2 separate regions of the Mus musculus genome follow, and region 1 is linked to region 2. A link is a contact called in public Hi-C data. All regions are on one chromosome and are shown on one strand. Each heading gives the region's core, a stretch centred on a gene start, on an enhancer-like site or on the middle of the called end of the contact. The rest is flanking DNA. Distances are from core to core; before and after follow the strand shown.

What was found. A called contact is a pair of places that touch in the nucleus more often than the background predicts.
Region 1: a Hi-C map of bone marrow-derived macrophages shows a contact between it and region 2, with 1.7 times the contacts expected there. The contact joins two enhancer-like sites. A contact is called at or near these places in 2 of 39 promoter capture datasets (both in liver), 13 of 484 Hi-C or Micro-C datasets (the C2C12 cell line, bone marrow-derived macrophages, double positive thymocytes and 6 more), 8 of 115 datasets of contacts at active chromatin or transcription factors (the SCID.adh cell line, bone marrow-derived macrophages, embryonic fibroblasts and 3 more) and 3 of 9 other capture datasets (adipose tissue, liver and pancreatic islet).

Annotation. Positions count from the first base shown.
Region 1 is chr12:75,725,598-75,731,394 of GRCm38.p6, forward strand. All of the region lies in intron 1 of Sgpp1 (sphingosine-1-phosphate phosphatase 1), which reads right to left. Among named protein-coding and RNA genes, the nearest start is that of Sgpp1, 7.2 kb to the right of the region's middle. Within about 2 kb of position 1,889, at least 116 of the 459 cell types and tissues checked have an H3K27ac peak or open chromatin away from gene starts, as enhancers often do. A contact at or near this core is called in adipose tissue and bone marrow-derived macrophages, where this site is marked.
Region 2 is chr12:75,688,151-75,693,720 of GRCm38.p6, forward strand. Gm34717 (a long non-coding RNA gene) reads left to right here. Exons shown (of 3, transcript XR_381697.2): 3 at 97-114. Among named protein-coding and RNA genes, the nearest start is that of Gm40890, 11 kb to the right of the region's middle. Within about 2 kb of position 1,576, at least 16 of the 459 cell types and tissues checked have an H3K27ac peak or open chromatin away from gene starts, as enhancers often do. A contact at or near this core is called in adipose tissue and bone marrow-derived macrophages, where this site is marked.

The sequences.
Region 1 (5,797 bases), core at 639-3,138, 38 kb after region 2:
GATTGGTAGTCAAAGTAAGTGTGGTCCACACAGTAAGGAAATTACCAAGAACTTGTCTTAAAAAGGAGGAAAAAAGGAGGCCACAGTGGTAGAGCGCTTGTGGAGCCACAGAGCGCTTGTGGAGCACATGTGGGGCCCGGCTCAGTCTCACGGCACTGTGCATGAATTAAAGAGTGGAATGACATGGTTCCTCAGAGAAATAACCTAGAGAGCATGTCTGTCCATTATATGAAGAAATTTACACTGAGGAGCTAATTCATGCCATGGTAGAGGCTCACAAGAGCCAAACCCTCAGGCTGAAGATCCAGGGAAGGACGTAGGTGTAGCTCAAATCTCTCTCCTGGGGCAAACCTGTCTACCCAAGGTCAGTGCATGGACAGATGTAGAGAACTGACTCCCACCAAGTTGTCCCCTGACTCCCACAGAGAGACAGACACCAAATAAATAAATAAATAAATAAATAAATAAATAAATAAATAAATACTTAAAAAGTGGTGAACCCCTTCATTCCCAGCACTTGAAAGCACAGCCAGATGGATCTGAGTTCAAGACCTGGTCTACAGATCAGGGCTACTCAGAAAAAAAAAAATAAATAAATAAAAATAATTTTTTTTAAAGAAATTTACTTTTTCCAACCTTAAATTTGTTTTTTTTTTTTCTCCTTTTTTGTTCTTTGCACTTTGACTTGTCTATGTAAAAAATGTCTTTTTTCTTCTCAAGGGTAGCTTCTTCAAGGACTAATATATATTCACTAAGAGTAGGCATATGGTGGCCTAGCAAAACTGACATATGAAACTAAGTCGTACCCACTTCCTAAAACATTTGCTTACACAAATGGCGATGCCCTCGGGCAGCTGGACCCTGCCCCCCCCCCTTTTTTTTCACTGCCTTTATGCAGAGTCTTTTAAAACTAGCCAGTCTTTAGACTGTGGGGTGAGAGTCCAGCCAATAGGGAAACATCATCACCACCTGCCTTGAAATAAAAGCCAAGTGAAGTTGGGCTAGCCGGGGCAAGCCCTTAATCCCAGCACTGGGCAGAGCTGGGCTCTGAGTGTACAACAGCTGTGAGTTCCCGACCAGACAGAGCTACATAGTAAGACTTTGTTTCAAAGAAACCAAAACGGAACAAAACCTAGCAAACTTCCTGCTTCACGCTTTCCTTTGTGATTCTTTGTGTGATACCCAGAATATTTACTTCCAACACCTAGAAATTAAGCATAATTCTTTAGTTGGGCATGATGGCGCTCTTTAATCACAGTACTCAGAAGAGGCAGGCGGTTCTCTGAGTTCAAGGCCAGCCTGGTCTACTACAAAATAAGTTCCAGGACAGCTAGGGCTACACACAGAAATGCTGTCTTGAAAAACCATGTGCGTGTGCGTGTGTAATCTGCTTTAGTGAAAGTTTACTGGAAATAAAGATGCTAATTTTACCTAACAAAAAAATCTGCATGTGGCATCCTAGCAAAAATGACATATGAAGCCGGGCGTGGTGGCGCACACCTTTAATCCCAGCACTCGGGAGGCAGAGGCAGGCGGATTTCTGAGTTCGAGGCCAGCCTGGTCTACAGAGTGAGTTCCAGGACAGCCAGGGCTACACAGAGAAACCCTGTCTTGAAAAACCAAAAAAAAAAAAAAAAAAAAAAAAAAAAAATTACACGTGAAACTAAGCATCACACATATTAAGCAAAGCAACAAGCATGAGTTATGATGTGGTCTTAATTATATTAGATACAAAATAACGAACTTGATATACTGCGGTCCCAATCGGTTCCAAATGATAAGGAGACACACATGTCAGCCCTTACCATTTCTCAGTCTCTGCAAAGTGTGAGTTTTCAGTGCGTATGGCTTCTCCAGAACACTCGCTCTCTTACTTTCACTTCTGGCTTTGTCTAAGGCATATTCTTTTCTAAGGTATTGTCTCATCTTACTGTGCTGGGCAGACCTATGGTGTGGCCCTAGAGGCACGCACACCGACTCCTCTGACCATCAATATTTGAGTTTAGGGAGGACGCTTGGCCCTGAGCAGGCAGATCTAGCAGCTCAGGGCAGTCTCTGCTGTCTGACTTGTAAATAACGCAGATGAAGCAGGCACATGCATGCCCAGACACAGGAGGGAGGGCTGTATGGACGCATACAGTGTGCTTTGAGGCAGGCTTGTTCCACAGTCTGGCCCCCAAACCCCAGAACCTCCTTATACTTGGTTTCTACAAAATGCTCCAGATATTCCTGCAGATCAACTTCCTCTTTTTGCTTAACCTAGTCAAGATGCATTTTTTGAGAACCCTGCTTGCAAATACCGCAAGGTTCACACACCTCAGACGCTGCCTGTCCTTCCTCCCTTCCATCTCTCCGCTCTTTTTTTTTTTTTTTTTTTTTATTTTTGGTTTTTGTTTTTTTCGGGACAGGGTTTCTCTGTATCGCCCTGGCTGTCCTGGAACTCACTCTGTAGACCTGGCTGGCCTCAAGCTCAGAAATCCTCCTGCCTCTGCTTCTCAAGTGCTGGGATTAAAGACATGTGCCACCACTGCCCGGCTAAAGGGGACTTTTATGTAGCCCTTATACCTAGGCTAGCATCAAATTCAAAAGATCAGCCAGCTTCTGCCTCTTGAGTGCTAGGTTTAAAGAAGTATATGCCTACCTCACCTTAACTATTTCTAAGATATTTTCTTTTTAAAAAATTACTTATTTGTATATGCAAGAGACAGCATTTGTCTGTGGGGGTGCCTGTGTCTATATGAGAATGTGGAAAGCAGAAGGGGGTGTCATTATCCTCTGCCTATTCTTTGAGGCAGGGTCTCTCTCTGGACCTGGGGCTCTTGTTTTTCTCAGTGAAGATAGAAGTCAGCCAGCCTTAGCAATCCAGTTTCAGCTTCCTCCAGTTTGAGGTTACATGTATGCTCAGGACACCCAGCCTATTATATGAGTTCTAGGATCCAAACTGTGCAGTAAGCGAGCGCTCTTAAGGGCTGAACCATCTCTGCAGTTCCCTAAGATTTTCTTTAAATGTTGATTTGTGTGTCTACGTTTCCCTCTGCATGTATGTGTGTGTGCACATCTACGTGTGGAGGCTGGAGGACAACCTTGGATGTTATTCTTCTAGAGAACCACTACATTTTGTTGAGATAGAGCTCACACTGACCCGTCATTCACCAAGGGAACTACAGGCTGCCCAGGGAGTCCCAGGGATCGACTTGCCTGTCTTCCCAGTGTTGGAATTACAGCTTGCACCATCGTGCCTGGCATGGTGTCTGTTTTTTAAGGTTTACTTTTAATTATATGTTCTATGTGAGAGTGTATGCACATGCCTACCAGTACTCTTGAGAGCCAGGAGAAGGCAGCACCAGACCCCCTGGAGCTGGAGTTACAGGTGGTGGTGGACTACCTGTGGCAGGAGCTTGGGTCTTCTGCTAGAGCAGTGTTGGCTCTTGACTGCTGGGCCATATTTCAAGCCCCTGCACGTGGCTTTGACAGGCACTGAGTCCTTAAATGTTGGTATCTTATGAGGTATTTTGCTGGACCTCAAATTTTCATTGTGTGTTCTCTTTGAGGATGATATTCCATTCTCATGATTCTACTTGGCAGTTACGTGCTGGCACCAAATCTGTACTCATCTTTCATGAAGAGAACTGCCTCCTTCGTCGTTACAGGTGATTGTTTTATGGATACCAAAGGTACCAGCTCCTTGGTGACCCTGCAAATTTAATACAAGATGCTTCTAAAACACACACACACACACACACACACACACACACATATATCTTCTTTACAAATTATACTTCCCAAACCAGACATTTGGACATAATCTTTTCTCTTTTCTTCCTCCTTAATGACAGATCCAATAAGTCATGAAGACTTGTCAATTCTACCTTTAAAAACTGAAATTTGGGCTGGAGAGATGGCTCAGAGGGTAAGAGCACTGACTGTTCTTCCAAAGGTCCTGAGTTCAAATCCCAGAAATCACATGGTGGCTCACAACCCCATAATGAGATCTCTTTTTTGGTGCGTCTGAAGTCAGCTACAGTGTACTTATGTAAAACAATAAATAAATCTTTGGGCTGGAGCAAGCAGGAACTGAGTAAGCAGAGTTGACTGGAGTGAGCAAAGGTCCTAAAAATTCAATTCCCAACAACCACATGAAGACTCACAACCATCTGTACAGATACAGTGTACTCACATACATAAAATAAATCTTAAAAAGAATTAAATTAGCCGGGCGTGGTGGCGCACGCCTTTGATCCCAGCACTCGGGAGGCAGAGGCAGGCGGATTTCTGAGTTCAAGGCCAGCCTGGTCTACAAAATGAGTTCCAGGACAGCCAGGGCTATAAAGAGAAACCCTGTCTCAAAAAACCAAAAAAAAAAAAAAAAAAAAAAAAAAAAAAAAAAAAAAAAGAATTAAATTTGCTAGTATACATCTTTAATACCAGCAAAGACAAAGGCAGGCAGAACTCTGAAAGAGTTCCAAAGCCAGTTTGTGACAAACAATGAGACCTTGTCTCAAAAGTAAATAAATCTATCAAATTCAAGATAAGCTTAGTGAGGCCTGGTGGCAGTGGCACACGACTTTAGTCCCAGCACTCAGCAGGCAGAGGCAGGAATTTTAGGCCAACCTGGTCTACAAAGTACATTCCAGGATAACCAGGGCTACACAAAGAAACACTGCCACAAAAAATTAAAATAAAATATAGTGCTGGGGGAAAGTCTATTCATGCTTCCTAAACAGCACAGTCCATTTGTCGAAACCAGTGAACTTTTATATCTAGAAGCAGCACAAAGAGAAACAAAAATGCAACATTAAAAGGATGGGATCAGGTTCCGCTAAGTTTTAGCAACAAACGAAAGTTCAAGATTCATGTAAGTTTCCTGCCATAAAATATTCTTTTAGCTTTTTCTGAATGCTTTAAACGTGTAAAATCCAACCATACTTCATGGGGCATTAAACACAAGACAGCAAACTGGGGTGTGGTACAAAATCCATGCTTAATCCATGAGAGGCTGGGCTCAGTCTCAGATACTACTCAAAACCAAAACACAACAGGACAAAGCCGGCAGCAGGCCAAGGTGTGCTAGAGAGAGCTGACAGGGAGACAGACTCCTATTGCCTCTCCCTTGAGCTGGCAAGATCATCTCTGTGAACTGCTCTCCCTGTCCCCAGTGATCTAGAACTTTCCCTGGGCTACAGACAGAAGCCTTTCCTGAAGAGCCATCTCGATAGAACAACCATATTTGTTTTCTCACATCCACGTATGCCATGTGGCATAGAAACTATGACAAATTAACACGTTTTTATTTGTTGAGACAATTGTCATCTTCATTAAAGCTCTTTACTCAATGGGAGAATAAAAATATATACTTGTAATAAAAGAAATACAACTGCTGTTATTCCCAGTTGATAAAATTTCCTATATAAGGACCATGTAGGAATTGCTGTACAAATTATTAAATTAACAGAAAGCTCAACAAGGATATCTTAGGTCAGCTCAAAGTATAAAATAATCTGTCGCTTTTTATATCATGATAGTAACAACAATGTAAAGTAACTGGAAATCAACCTCAGTGCTTAACCTCCATGAAGAAAACCCTGCCGTTTACTTGGGAACGACTAGAAAAAACAATGAGTGCATGGGCCATAGTCATAGCTCAGAAGATTAACTACTGTAAAGCTATCAATTCTCTCTATCAGTTAACAGACAATTTCATTGCAACTTCAATAAAGCTCACAGTTTTTCAAGGCCATTAAAGAGCTGACTTTAAAATGTATACTGAGAGTTGGGTGTGGTGGCACAGACGTGTAAT
Region 2 (5,570 bases), core at 326-2,825:
ATATCCAGAAGTTAGGCATGCCCCCCCCCCCCAGTTGAGGGATGGGACCACCTACCCATCTCCAAAAATGTAACCCAGAATTTTTCCTTTCTAAAGAAAATACAGGGACAAAGAGTGGAGCAGAGACTGAAGGAAAGGCCATGCAGAGACTGCCCCACCTGGGGATCCATCCCACATGCAGACACCAAACCCAGACACTATTGTGGATGCCAAGAAGTGCTTGCTGTCCAGAGCTTGATACAGCTGTCTCCTGAGAGGCTCTGCCAGACCCTAACCAATACAGATGCAGATGCTCGCAGCCAACCATCAGACTGAGCACAGAGACCCCAATGGAGGAGTTAGGAGGGACTGAAGGAGCTGAGGGGATTTATCTGACATCAATAGGAGGGGAGGCCGTTGGTCCTGTGAGGGCTTGATGCCCTAGTGTAGATGAATGCTAGGGCAGTGAGGGGGGAGTGGGTGGGTAGGGGAGCACCCTCATAGAAGCAGGGTAAGGGGGGATAGTATAGGAGGATTACAGAGGGGAAAACGGGAAAGGGGATAACATTTGAAATGTAAATAAATAAAATATCCAATTTTTTAAAAATGAGGAATCGAAACCAAACTGCAAAAAAAAAAAAAGAATATGAACTGCTACTTTTTCTTTTAGCGAGGGCACAAGTTGGTCTTAAACTCACTGTGTAGCCCAGGCTGGCATGAAACCACAATCTTGGTTCTACAGTACTGCATCTTTTGTATCCAGGAATTTGCAGAAAATGTTGTCTTAGTTAAGGTTTCCATTGCTGTGAAGAGACACCATGACCAAGGCAACTCTAATAAAGGGCAACATTTAATTGTGATTGGCTTACAGGTTCAGAGGGTCAGTCCATCATCACCATCATGATGGAAAGGAAGCATCTTGATGGGATGCTCTAACCCAGGAAGCCATGGCATTGGAGAAAGCGCTAAGAGCTCTAAATCTTGATCCCTTGGGAGCAGAGAGTGTGTGTCTGCTACTTTAGAGGTAGCTTGAGCATAGGAGATCTCACTTCCCCTGGGATGCACTTCCTCTAACAAAGCCACAAACCCTAATAGTGCCACTCCCAGCCGGCCAAACATCCAAACACATGATTCTATGGGGCCCATAATGATTTAAACCATCACAAATGTGTTCCCTTTGAAATATGTTTCAGGCAGGGCACAGGGAGACATGCCTTTAATCCCAACACTCAGAAGGCAGAGACAGAGGGATCTCTGTGAGCTGAAGGCCACCCTAGTCTACGTAGTCACTTCCAGGACAGACAGGACTATGTAGAAAGACCCCCGTCTCACACACACACAAAAGGTCTTAGTGTGGAGAGTTGGCTCATCAGTTAGTTAAAAGTGCTTGCTGCTTTTGTGGATGACCTGGATGACCCAGGTTCCATTCCCAACATCCATGTAGAAGCTCACAACTTGGTAATTCCAAGCCAAGGGAATCAGAGGCCCTCTTCTGACTTCTTTGGGCACCAAGCACTCACAAAGTGCACACATATACATGCAATGGTTTGTATAGGCTTGGCCTAGAGAGTGGCACTATTAAGAGGTGTGGCCTTGTTGGAGTAGGTGTGTCATTGTGAGCATGGGATTTAATACTTTCAACCTAGCTGCCTGGAAGCCAGTGAAGATGTAGAACTCTCAGTTCCTCTTGCATCATGCCTGCCTGGATGCTGCCTTGCTCCTGCCTTGATAATAATGGACTGAACCTCTGAACCTGTAAGCCAGCCCCAGTTAAATGTTGTCCTTATAAGAGTTGCCGGGCTGGAGAGATGGCTCAGCGGTTAAGAGCACTGACTGCTCTTCTGAATGTCCTGAGTTCAATTCCCAGCAACCACATGGTGGCTTACAACCACCTGTAATGAGATCTGACGCCCTCTTATGGAGTGTCTGAAGACAGCTACAGTGTACTTAAATATAATAAATAAATAAATCTTAAAAAAAAAAAAAAGAGTTGCCTTGGTCATGGTGTCTGTTCACAGCAGTAAAACCCTAAGACAATATATGTAGGCAAAACACTCATTCACATAAAACAATAAAATAGAAACATTTTTAATGCATGTGTGTGCATGTAGTGATGAGAGGACATGTTCGAATGTCCTCAGAGAAACTATCTACTGCCTTTAAGACAGGATATCTCACTGGCTCCCCACTTAGGCATCAGCAAGCCACAGGGGTCATCCTCCTGCCTCCGAGTGCTTGGATCACAAAAACCACCACTATGCCAAGTTTTTAAGTAGATTCTAAAAATCAAACTCAGGTTCTCATGCTTGCAAGGCAAGTGCCTAACTGACTGAGCTTCTCCCCCCCCCCCCCCCCAGTCCTCTTTCTCCTTAAACAGAATCAATTCAAATAGTGTTTGCCAGCTATTCCATGCTACAAACATTCTAGGTCCCAGAAGACAGTGTTAAAGTCCCTGTTCTCATCTGAGAATCATGTTACATTCAAAGGGGTTTTCCGGCTAACTTTGTGGTAGTGTTCACTGTCGTCTACACTTGAATCTGGGAAATATCTGAAGGATCCTGTGATTTGAGAACAGTGACTCTCAACTCAAAATCTAAAGCAGATTTCCATTTAATGCATGTGCTGTGAGATTTAGAATCACTGAGGAAACTAATCTCTGGAGTTGTCTGTGAAGACTTGTCTGGATTGAGTTAACTGAAGTAGGACACACCCAACATGGATTGGGGGTCTGAGACTGAATAAAAAGGGGGAAAGGAGGCAGAGACAGGGCTGATCTCTGGGAGTTCCAGGCCAGCCAGGGCTACAAAGTGATACCCTGTAAAAACAAAATGAAACAAACAAACAAACCGAAACCTGAGCATGAGCAGTCATGGGTCTCTCCTCCCTAACTGGATGCAATGTGACAGGCTGTTGCCTCCTATGCCTGCCACCAACACCCCTGCCCCTGCCCCACGGTGGAAGGTATTCTTTGAGATACAGTTACTATGTAACCTAGGCTAACTAGCCAAATAAACCCCTGAGTTGCTTTTGTCAGATATTTTGCACTTCAACAAGACAAGTAGCCAATGCACTTATAGCACACTAAAGAACAGCAGAATACAGTACTTGTTGTAGACACCCTAAGCCACGGTGGCTGAAAATGAATGCTGGGATAATGCTGAGAAGGAAAGAATTGGGTGTGTGGTAGGGCATACCTATAATTCCAGGAGTCTAGGAGTAAAGACAACAGGGTCAAGAGTTCAAGTTCATCCTTAGCTGTATATTGGAGACCAGGCTGGCATGTATATATATATATATATATATATAAACCTTTTGTCAAAAATAAAGTAACACAGAAAGTGAGGATTGTGGAGAGTGATGGAGTAACAGATTTGTTTGATTGTTTGTTTGTTTGTTTGTTTGTTTGTTTTGTGAGAAGCCTTAGGAGATTGCATGTTTGCACATGGGGTGTGTGTAGTGTGTGTGTGTGTGTGTGTACATACCAGCTTTAATTTTTTTATATTAAATATATAACATACATATGTATACGGGATGTGGATATGAGGATATACATTATATATGCATATAATTATTGTGTGCTTTACCTGTATGTATGTGCACTGGTTGAGTTTGTGTGTCAACTTGACACAAGCTGGAATTATCACGGAGAAAGGCATCTCAACTGAGGAAATGCCTTCATGAGATCCAGCTGTAAGGCATTTTCTCAATTAGTGATCAAGGTGGGAAGACCCATTGTGGGTGGTGCCATCCCTGGACTGGTAGTCTTGGGTCCTATAAGAAAGCAAAGCCGGGCATGGTGGTGCACGCCTTTAAACCCAGCACTTGGGAGGCAGAGGCAGGTGGATTTCTGAGTTGGAGGCCAGCCTGGTTTACAGAGTGAGTTCCAGGACAGCCAGGGCTACACAGAGAAACCCTGTCTCAAAAAAACAAAAAACAAACAAAAAGAAAGCAAGCTGAGCAAGGCAAAGCAAGCCAGTAAGTAACATTCCTCCATCGCCTCTGCATCATCTCCTGCTTCCTGACCTGCTTGAGTTCCAGTCCTGCCTTCCTCTGGTGATGAACAGCAGTGTGGAAGTGTAAGCTAAATAAACCTTTCCCCTCCAACTTGTTCCTTGGTTATGATGTTTGTGCAGGAATAGAAACCCTGACTAAGACAGTATGTATGTATGGTATGTGTTTTCAGTGCCCGAGGAGACCAGAAGAGGGCATAGAATCCGCTGGAACTTGAGTTACAGATGGTTGTATGTGGTCATGGAGTGCTGTGAATCAAACCCTGGACCCTCAGGAAGAACAGCCAGTGTTTTTACTGGCTGAGTCACCTCTCCAGCTCCAACCTCTTCAAGTTGTTTTCATTCATCTGTCTGTCTATCTATCTATCTATCTATCTATCTATCTATCTACATATCTATTATTTTAGATAGAAAGTGTGTTATTGATCTCAGTTGTCATCTCTATATGACTGTTAAAGCTGGATGTTCATTGTTTTAGCCTAATTCTCAGGAAACAGAGATGAGATGGCAGTTCTTATGCCATCGAAGCTCTTGAGAATGATCTCAGTTGAAACCTTTAAGAGAGAGGAAACAATAGGATGGGGAAGAGACTATGCAAAAATGCAAGATCAATCAGGTTGTCTTAGTCAAAGTTCTGGTGCTATGAAGAGACACTGTAACCATGGAAATTCTTATAAAGGAAACCATTTAATTGGGGACTGGTTTACAGTTTCAGAGATTTAGTTCATTATCCCCATGGTGGGAAGCATGGCGGCAGGCAGGCAGAGACAGTAGGTGACAGTTCTACATTCAGGTCTTTAGGCAGCAGGAAGAGAGAGACGGAGAGCAACTAACTGGTCCTGGCTTGAGCATCTGAAAGCCCAAAGCACACCCGCAGTGGTACACTTTCTCCAACAAGGTTACACCCATTCCAACAAGGCCACACCTCCTTATCCTTCTCAAGAAGAGCCACTCCCTAATGACCATGTATTTAACTATATGAGCCTATGGGGGAGGGGAGGGGTATTCCTATCCAAACCACCACACAGGTCTTTGCTAAGTTTGGCAAAGGTTGGGACTTCTGGCCTTCTGCAGTCGATAATCATTCAGAACCAACCTATAGGCTGCCAAGGAAGTAGAAAAGTAGGGGGAGATGCAACCTTCCAACTGAGTAGCTCCCAACATTCAAGATCAGTTCACCCAAGTGGAGAGAGAGAAGCGCACACTGATGCTTATCAAGGGTCCTGTGGCGGTCTAGGCAGGGTACTAGCATTGGTTTTGAGAGCTTAGGTTAGTTAAAGCTAGACAGTGTAATGGGTAAATCTTTACTTAATCATCATGCAGTGTGCCCATAACCTGACAGCAAGAAACAAACACAAAAACCTCACACTCTTACCCTTGAATGCCCCTCACTTGCATAACCATCTGTATCTCATGAAGATGCAGGCATCCATCTGAATACTGAATATTAATGGCCATTAGTAAAGGAAACACAAATAGAAGCTCTAATATTGACTTGCTGAATCTCAACAAGTCATTTTGTGAACCCCACTTGAAGGTCACTACACCTCTCTTTAATACTCTGGGAATACAACCAAACAT